Linked DNA regions of Danio rerio: region 2 is linked to region 1. The links are chromatin contacts, called in public Hi-C maps. All regions are on one chromosome and are shown on one strand. The core of a region is the stretch at or near the end of the contact, and the rest is flanking DNA. Distances in the headings are between cores, read along the strand shown. Region 1 holds the start of setbp1 (SET binding protein 1). Region 2 holds the start of si:ch211-117c19.1.

The links. A called contact is a pair of places that touch in the nucleus more often than the background predicts.
Region 2: a contact with region 1 is called in a Hi-C map of an unstated tissue, with 4 times the contacts expected there. The contact joins the promoter of si:ch211-117c19.1 here to the promoter of setbp1 in region 1. A contact is called at or near these places in 1 of 18 Hi-C or Micro-C datasets (an unstated tissue) and 1 of 4 datasets of contacts at active chromatin or transcription factors (embryo).

The regions. Positions count from the first base shown.
Region 1 is chr5:56,146,726-56,150,933 of GRCz12tu, reverse strand. setbp1 (SET binding protein 1) reads right to left here and starts at 2,199. Exons shown (of 4, transcript XM_005165675.6): 1 at 1,719-2,199.
Region 2 is chr5:56,621,645-56,625,852 of GRCz12tu, reverse strand. si:ch211-117c19.1 reads left to right here and starts at 2,198. Exons shown (of 4, transcript XM_073951432.1): 1 at 2,198-2,491; 2 at 2,978-3,402; 3 at 3,486-3,763; 4 at 3,872-4,208. The coding sequence starts at 3,035. It also overlaps a transcript of mamdc2a not described here.

The DNA.
Region 1 (4,208 bases), core at 950-3,449:
TGACTTTATTCCTGTTAGGATTTGATTGGATAGTTTACTAATTGCTTGTTATCTAATGTGAGAGACAGGTTGTTGGAGGTGATGTTGTCACATTAATATTCATGGTCTATTAAGGTCCATATGTAATAAAGGGTCAATAAAGGTTTGATCCATGAATGCGTCACTGCAAATGATCTCGCAGACTGGACCGTCTGTCAGGAAAGCAGCACGTTTGCAGTTTTCTCCAACAAATAAAATTAAGCAATGCTAGTGTTGTCTTCTATGATGTACTACACAAACAACTCTGTTAAATCTTATGTTTTAGTGTATCATGAGGCTTTTAAAACCCAAATTTCAAGAGCTGCACTTCTTGAATGGTTGGAAGTTCACAGTGCTGGTTGGAAATTTAGTTTGGAACTTGGGGAAACACTGAATCGTTGAATTATGTTTGTGAGAAATCTCCACAACAATTTGCTAACAATGCTTAGCTCTCTCTCTCTCTCTCTCTCTCTCTCTCTCTCTCTCATATATATATATATATATATATATATATATATATATATATATATATATATATATATATATATATATCAGATAGAGTTATCAGATATTGGCATTTTAAAATTCCATGTCGATATCATTTACATGAGAAAATGAACTGTGATCAATTAAAATACAGAAATTGATATTTAAGATTTTTTCAGTCCATTTTTATGGCTCAGTACTTCAATATAACCAATTTTCTAAAACACCAATAATTATGTCATTTATCACTACAACCTAGTGTTATCGTCTACATTTAAACACTGCATCATTTAATTAATAGTATAATGTTTAGTTTATTTGGTTTGTTTTGGGTTTCGAACAGAAAATCCTGGCCCAGGTCAAAAATGTTATCAAAATGCCTTTTTTGCAATTAGCCACAGATTTGCTCCAACCAAACCATTTAAAACACCATTTAAAATCTGATAGGCTAAATATAGAAAACATTAATAATAACTGCAACTCACGTTCTGAATAGTATCTGATCTTGGCAAATGTCAGCAAAGGGTAATTTGACCATGCAACCTTATGACAGATCAGATAGGAAACCTAACACTTAGGTCAACAGTTGCATCATTAACACAAAACGCTGAGGTGTCTCAAAACCTAGCGAGACTCTTTCTTGCCAGCATTCTAGGGAAACAAAACGCCCCAAAAAACGCGGTCTAGGTAGACAGCTAGTGAGGTTTTGTGACACATCCCGTCTGCGATGAGTAAGAAGAACACAAGTGACATGGAAAGCAAAGCCTACACGGTGGCTTATAGTGGAAATTACTATAGGCGCTTGACAGTGCAAACACACGCCTACTCTATCAGCGGGAAACTGATGCATGGCCACGATTACAGTAAATTACGCTGAATAATGCCTCTTCCTATGAATATGCCATTATATATCAGAACATACAGCTCAAGGTATTCTCCCAGTGTTGCAATTGCAGCTTCGGGGTGAGTTAGATAAAACATTCACCCTCTGTAGTAAATGAAACTGTTACTAATGATTTATTACTGATAATGGAGATTGAGTTTTGTTTATGTTGAACAATTCAGGCAATGCTGGCGGTGGTCTACCTTTTTCTTCAGGTAAAAAAGCTCTGCAGATTTTAAGTGCATCGCCTGTAACGTCACGTTAATCGCATGCCTCAGAAACAAAAATAAATAATCTGATCAAAATGGCATAGTGCTAAGGTTAAACTCACCCATTGCTGCTGCTGCTGCTGCTGCTGAAGTCTACGAGAGTAAATCCATTTACTAGATCATGACAAGCACTTTACAATCCCTCAAAACTCAAGCGGTTTTTTATCGCTTTAAAATGGCGTCAGTCCTAATCTCGAGTTGGATTTCTTTTTCGGGAGGAAAGAAATGAAGAGCGGTCGATCTGCGGTCGATGGGTGAAATGCGTCTGCAGATTCAGATGAAATGTGGACTGGAGCAGAAATATGGTGTACAGTCAGTCTCAGCACTGCATTGCTTCCCTCTCAAATCCTCAGGCTCGGGGGGAGGATCGAGCCTTCCCACTGCGGAGAAAACAAATCTGCTCTTACGATCCACAGTTATGTCCAAAGTCCTGCTTTCCGTGACTCGCCGGTCGTGCGGGGCAAATATATCCAGGAGAAACGCGGACTCCGGCGTTCCCGCGGCTGAACGTGTGTTGCTTCTGGACTTCAGCGAGTGTGATGTGACTCTTGCTGGACTCCCGCAGTAGTTTTTGATGGTTGGTGTGTGTGTGTGTGCTTCTGCTCTCTGAGTCTGATCTGGGCAAACGCTCTGACTGACAGACCTGTCCTGGCTGCTGCTCGCTCACCTGCGCCATCTACCTGTGGAACAAGATATCTATCTATCTATCTATCTATCTATCTATCTATCTATCTATCTATCTATCTATCTATCTATCTATCTATCTATCTATCTATCTATCTATCTATCTATCTATCTATCTATCTATCTGTCTATCTGTCTATCTGTCTATCTGTCTGTCTGTCTTGCTAAGCGTGTTGTATACAATTTTTATGTTTTTTTATTCATTATTTATTTGTTTGTTTGTTTATATTTTCAATTTTCAGTTTTAGTTTATATGTTTAATTACAGCATATTTGTATTTTTTATGCCTTTCTGCTTAAGCCCAAAATATGTTTTTTTTTTTTTTTTAATTTCTTATCTCACTTTCCAGAATATTTGTATTTTTTTGTATTTGTATAACAGTTTTTCTGGTTTTGTGTTTGCATAGAGCAATATATTTATTTGTCTGTTCACATGTTTGCTTGATTTGTTTATTTTGTCCACTTGGAAATGTATTGCTGAAAATGTATGTTTGTTTTTGCCATTTTTCTTCAGTACAACATGTTTATTTGTTAAATCAATCAAAATTCGGTTATTTATTTATTTATTCATTATTTATTTATTTATTATATTTTTACAGTTTTCTCTGTCGCTCTGGTGCGTTTCTTACAATACTACATTCGCAAAACAGTTAATGCATTTCTCAAAACATTTAGAACAAACTGCAAAACCTAGTTGATAACCTGCAAAAGCGTGTTACTTGATCAAAATGGAAAACTCATTCCTCAAAAGCAAGTATGTCAATGAAAGTGTCAGTGTCATCAAGATGAGAGTCCTGACACCATTGTTTATGAACAAGATAGTCAAATGGCTTTGTCATGTTTTCATTATGACAGTTTACTCTGTTAATGTAAAAAAGTCAGATGTAAGAGTCAGATTTTGGTGACACATCCTGAAAATGCTGAAGAAAGCACTACACTGCCATTTGAAAACTACAGTAAAGAAGTTACACAAGTAGTTTTTCTCAGTCGCTTTGGTGCATTTATCACAACACTAGTACATTTCTGCACAACAGTTAATGCATTTTCCAAAACAATTAGTACAAACCTCAAAACCTAGTTGATAACCTGCAAAAGCACGTTACAAGCTCAAAATGAATAGTGCATTCCTCAAAAGCAAGTATTTATGTCAGTAAAAGTATCAGTGTCATCAAAATGAAAAATCCTGACACCATTGTTGATGAACAAGATAGTCAAATGACTTTGTCATGTATTCATTATGACAGTTTACTCTCTACATTTTGATGTACATTACATCTGCATGAGGACCAATCAGGATCAGCCTAATTTTTTAATTTCGCCAGACTGCTCCATTGACGTCAGATTTTGGTGAGACTTCCAGAAAATGCTCAAGACAACACTATATACTATTTGCACAGCCATTTGAAAAACTACAGTAAAGTTAGACATCACTGCATTTAGTGAGGTATCTGAGTACAAGACACGAAATATGTATGTTTACTGTAACATTTTTACTGCATATACTCTTTACAATTCTAATTTATTCACAACATTGTGCAAAAGAATAAATACATTCTTATTTACAACAAACATAAAATTTCTTTGGGTAGAGCTGTGCACAACTGTAAACAATATTGCAGCGCATATCGGAACTGAACCTACAACATACACAGACAGGTGTGTAAATCAATCATGAAATTGTTAAATTTTGAAGACATTTACAGGAAAATAAATATTTTAATTTTTTTATATAAAATTAGCTCGACAGATTTTGACAACTAGTTCAACATTTTTGTATGTAATGAGTCAAGTAATGAAATGAGGACTATTAGTTTTATATGGAGTGACTATTCAGCATTCACAAGTTTAGTTTATTTTGACTGACATGAC
Region 2 (4,208 bases), core at 949-3,448, 470 kb before region 1:
GGAGCACCCGGAGGAAACCCACACGAAGGCAGGGAGAACATGCAAACTCCACACAGAAACACCAACTGAGCCGAGGTTCAATACAGCGACCCAGCAACCTTCTTACTGTGAGGCAACAGCATACCTACTGCGCCACTGCCTCGCCCCTACTACTAAACAATTATTTTTAAATATATTAATCTATGTTTTGGGTGTCCATTTTTTGCTGTCTTACATTGCTATGTTCTTATCAAATAAAAAGAAACCCCATTTCCCATGATGCACACAAACAGGTCGAACCTGCTTTTCCTGAGCGTTTAAGCACGAGCATTTTGACTGCCGTTGGAGTGGGAATACATTTATGAAAACTTACTTGTACTTAAAAAAAAAAAAAAAAAAAAAAAAAACAATAGTTATGTAGTTTGTATTCACGTGTTTAAGATCCTCGTGAATCTAACAATAAGAACCTCACACAAAAAGGAAACAGAGTTGAAGGTAATCAGACGTTTATAGTTTTGTATTTTAGCATTTCCCTCTGAATTTTAAATGTAAGTAACAGATGAAAATACTTTTCACTGTAGGCTATAAATAATAAAATTTTTGCGCTTTCCAAAGTGAATATCTCTGAATGAATAATACTAGCTAAACATTATATACTTAATTGTTAGTTATCAAGCAGCTGTGTAACATACATCTGTCAGGTGATGTTTTAGAGAGCACTTGTTAACCCTTGTACACTGTTCAAATTGACTACCCTTTTGTTATATTTTGAATAAAATCATCCACTAAATAAAACTGCTGTAAAAATGCATCAGTTTTTTGTGCATAAATTTGATAATCAACCTCTGTCCTGATCAAAACTACTAAATGTTTTTAAAAATTACGTGATTTTAACTCTTCAATTGCCAAGATCATAAATTATGTCACTGATTTCGTGAAAAAATAGCATATTTGTAATATAAAAGGTGGTTGTGGGCTGGATTTATTTATTCATATATTTTTGCTTTTATCACAGTCTTGGACATGTGAACGATTAGTAACAATGTTGGCTTTGATGCATTGTTAGATTTTCGTTTTTTCTCCCTTTACTGTTGGTGGCTTTTTTTGCCCCATTGACTTCTATTGATGAAACATACATTGGGCATACATTTGATAGTGCATATACACACAGTATTTGTTTTTATTTACTGCATGTAGGTCTGAGAACTGAGATGCCTATTTTGATGTTAAGGGAAGTGCGTAAAAGTCACACACTTAGACACAAAAACACACACACTTTAATTTGCTGTTATACTTTATATAAAATCCAGAAGCTAAGCTTTTCTTTGTGCACAGGCTTATTTTACAGGGTTATTGGTGCCAACTGATGATCAACAGTAAAAATTACAAATTTCACCTATTCCCAACAGGGAAACCACCAACAGTCAAAAATGCATGATTATGTGGCATCATGGCTTTTCAATCAAAAGATGTGGTTTAAAAGGAAGACACCAACAGAAAATTAGGAAGAAAAAAAAGAAGAAAAAAATCAATGCATCAAAAGCAATGCTGTTTCACATGTCCAAGACTTTGACAACAGGTACATTATTTTATTTTACTTGTTTCTTTTATTCTTGTTTATGTAAAGCACTTTGAATTGCCATTGTGTATGAAATGTGCTATATAAATAAACTTGCCTTGCCTTGCCTTGCCTTACAAAATTCCAGTTTACACCTAACTTTTATTTTGAAAATACATAATTTTTTAATATATAATATTAATATATATAATAGTTTAATTGAGTGGATGTTTTCAACCCAAACATAATGCAAGGGTAGTAACAGAGTGTATCTTTCTTACACTCTGTAATTTCTTAAAATATGTTTCTAAATAAGATTTTTCACCAAAAATCATTATGCGAGCTGAAACACAGAATAAGTTATGGCTAAATTTAATTGCAGAATCACCCCAGAGTGGATGAAAACATCCACAACAGTATGTGTTAAGAACTCTTTTCCTTTTTTTTCTTTTTTTCACTGAGAGTAATGCTGAACTAACTTATAAAGGTAATAATTCCAGTCCCACAACATTGAAATTACAATCCCCCTTTTTTTTTTTCAATAATAGTAGATGCTTTTATTTGATGGTAAAAAAGGGGGGGGGAAATCAAAAGGCTCAATCAATAGTGTGCCTGTTACATCACAGGAATGTATAAACAGTATGGTCAATACATGCCCACATTGCCCAGAGCACTTCAGAGGCTGTAGTGCAGGAACAAAAGATAGGTTCTCTCATATGCACAGAAATGTTTTATTTACTGTAAGGGTTAGTTTAGCCTACCCAAAAAGGGGAATTCTGTCATAATTTAATCAGAATCATCCTTCAAACATGTATGACTTTTACTTCTGTAGAATATACTTATTTAAAAAAAAATAGTAAGGGTGTTGTTACCGCTGACTTAAATTGTATGGACAGAGATTTCTTGAAATATTTTTTATTTTTCCACAGAACAAAGAGTTGGAATCACAAAAAGGTGAGTAAAGGACAAGAGAATCTTTATTTACAGTTAAATTGACTTGAATTGTATGAACAAAAATACAAAAAGCTTCTCTTTTATGTTTTATTTTATCTTACGTTAATCTAAACCTTTACGTCTAGTGAACTTTATTAACATGAAATATGTATATTAATTGCCATTCTCATTCATTCATTCATTGTCTTGTCGGCTTAGTCCCTTTTTTATTAATCCGGGGTCGCAACAGCGGAATGAACCGCCAACTTATCTAGCAAGTTTTTACGCAGCGGATGCCCTTCCAGCCACAACCCATCTCTGGGAAATAATTGCCGTTCTCATTTAATACAATAATGACTTTGCATTTTCTTGGGTTTGTAACTTCTCCAGCAGTTTGATTTGATTACGAATTTAAATCACAGCCCTGACAACATTATTTTTAAACATTTTATTGTCTTTTAAAAATATTTGCATGATTTTATATATATTTTTCTTTATTTTGTCTAGGCATGACGAAATATTCAAGCTGTCCTGGCCAGCTGCTTATTCAACTATGTGCAGCCCATGTGCAGTCTGCCTAAAACAGTCTGCTTTCTGCTCACAAAATACAAATATTTTACAGAGAACTTTGTGCATAAGAATGCTGTGAAGATGTACCAAATTGTATCAGCAACTGTTGGAGATATTGGCATTGGTGCCATAAGCCGTTGCCCACCACCTAAGAAGAAGAGAGTTGGCAGACCAAGCCGCCCAGTCATAAAAGCAAGTGCACTAGGAGCCATACTTGTTTTTGCTGCTATAGTGGCATGGTGTGACTACTCTGCCTCTTTTCACAAGGCCAGTTGTCTGACGACTGAACGATTAGACCTTAACAAGGATGGGTTTGCTATCAGAAATCAAGCTGGGGTTGTCATATTTAAAATGGCATTCAGGTACGCTTTTTAAAACAGTCTTGTTTATTTGTATTCACATGGTTGTGATTAGAGTTCACACTGTTTCTTATTGTGCATTTTAGGTCTGGAACCCTAGATCTGGACTCCTGTTTGAAAGAGGGACAGATTCTCAGTTGTGACAAGTCCAATTCAGGGAATGTACATTTCTTCATTGAAATGGTGAAGCCTAAAGACACAGTTGAGTGCTATCGTGTCCGCTGGGATGAGTTGAATGAGCATGGGTCTGTAGAGCATGTCATGTCCTGCGGTGCATCACATTGGTATGGTGGTGCGGAGATGTGGTCACAGCATTGGCCAATGGTTTTGAAAGGACAACATGCACCCAAACCTTTCATAACAGGTGATATCAAAACAAATCATCAGGCATTTGGTGGCATCTTAGAACGCTACTGGCTTTCTTCAAATGCTACAGCAATAAAAATTAGCGATTCTGTTCCTTTTCATCTAGGCTGGGATGAAACAAACAGAACTCTGTGGTTTCAGGCTCGATACAATGACAGTCCTTACAGACCTGACCCTGGTAATCCCCATCGTGTAACACTAAGCTACCGTGTATGTGTTGGGCCTGATGTCACTTCTTTACACAAGTACATGGTCCGTCGATATTTCAACAAGCCCAATAAGGTTCCATCAGAAGCTGTTTTCAAACAACCAATCTGGTCTACAGGAGCTCTAGAAGAAGTCAACCAAGAAAGTGTTTTAAAATATGCTGCTGATATCCAAAAACATGGCTTTAATTGCAGTCAATTGGAGCTGTATGATAGATATCCCAGTGGCTATGGGGA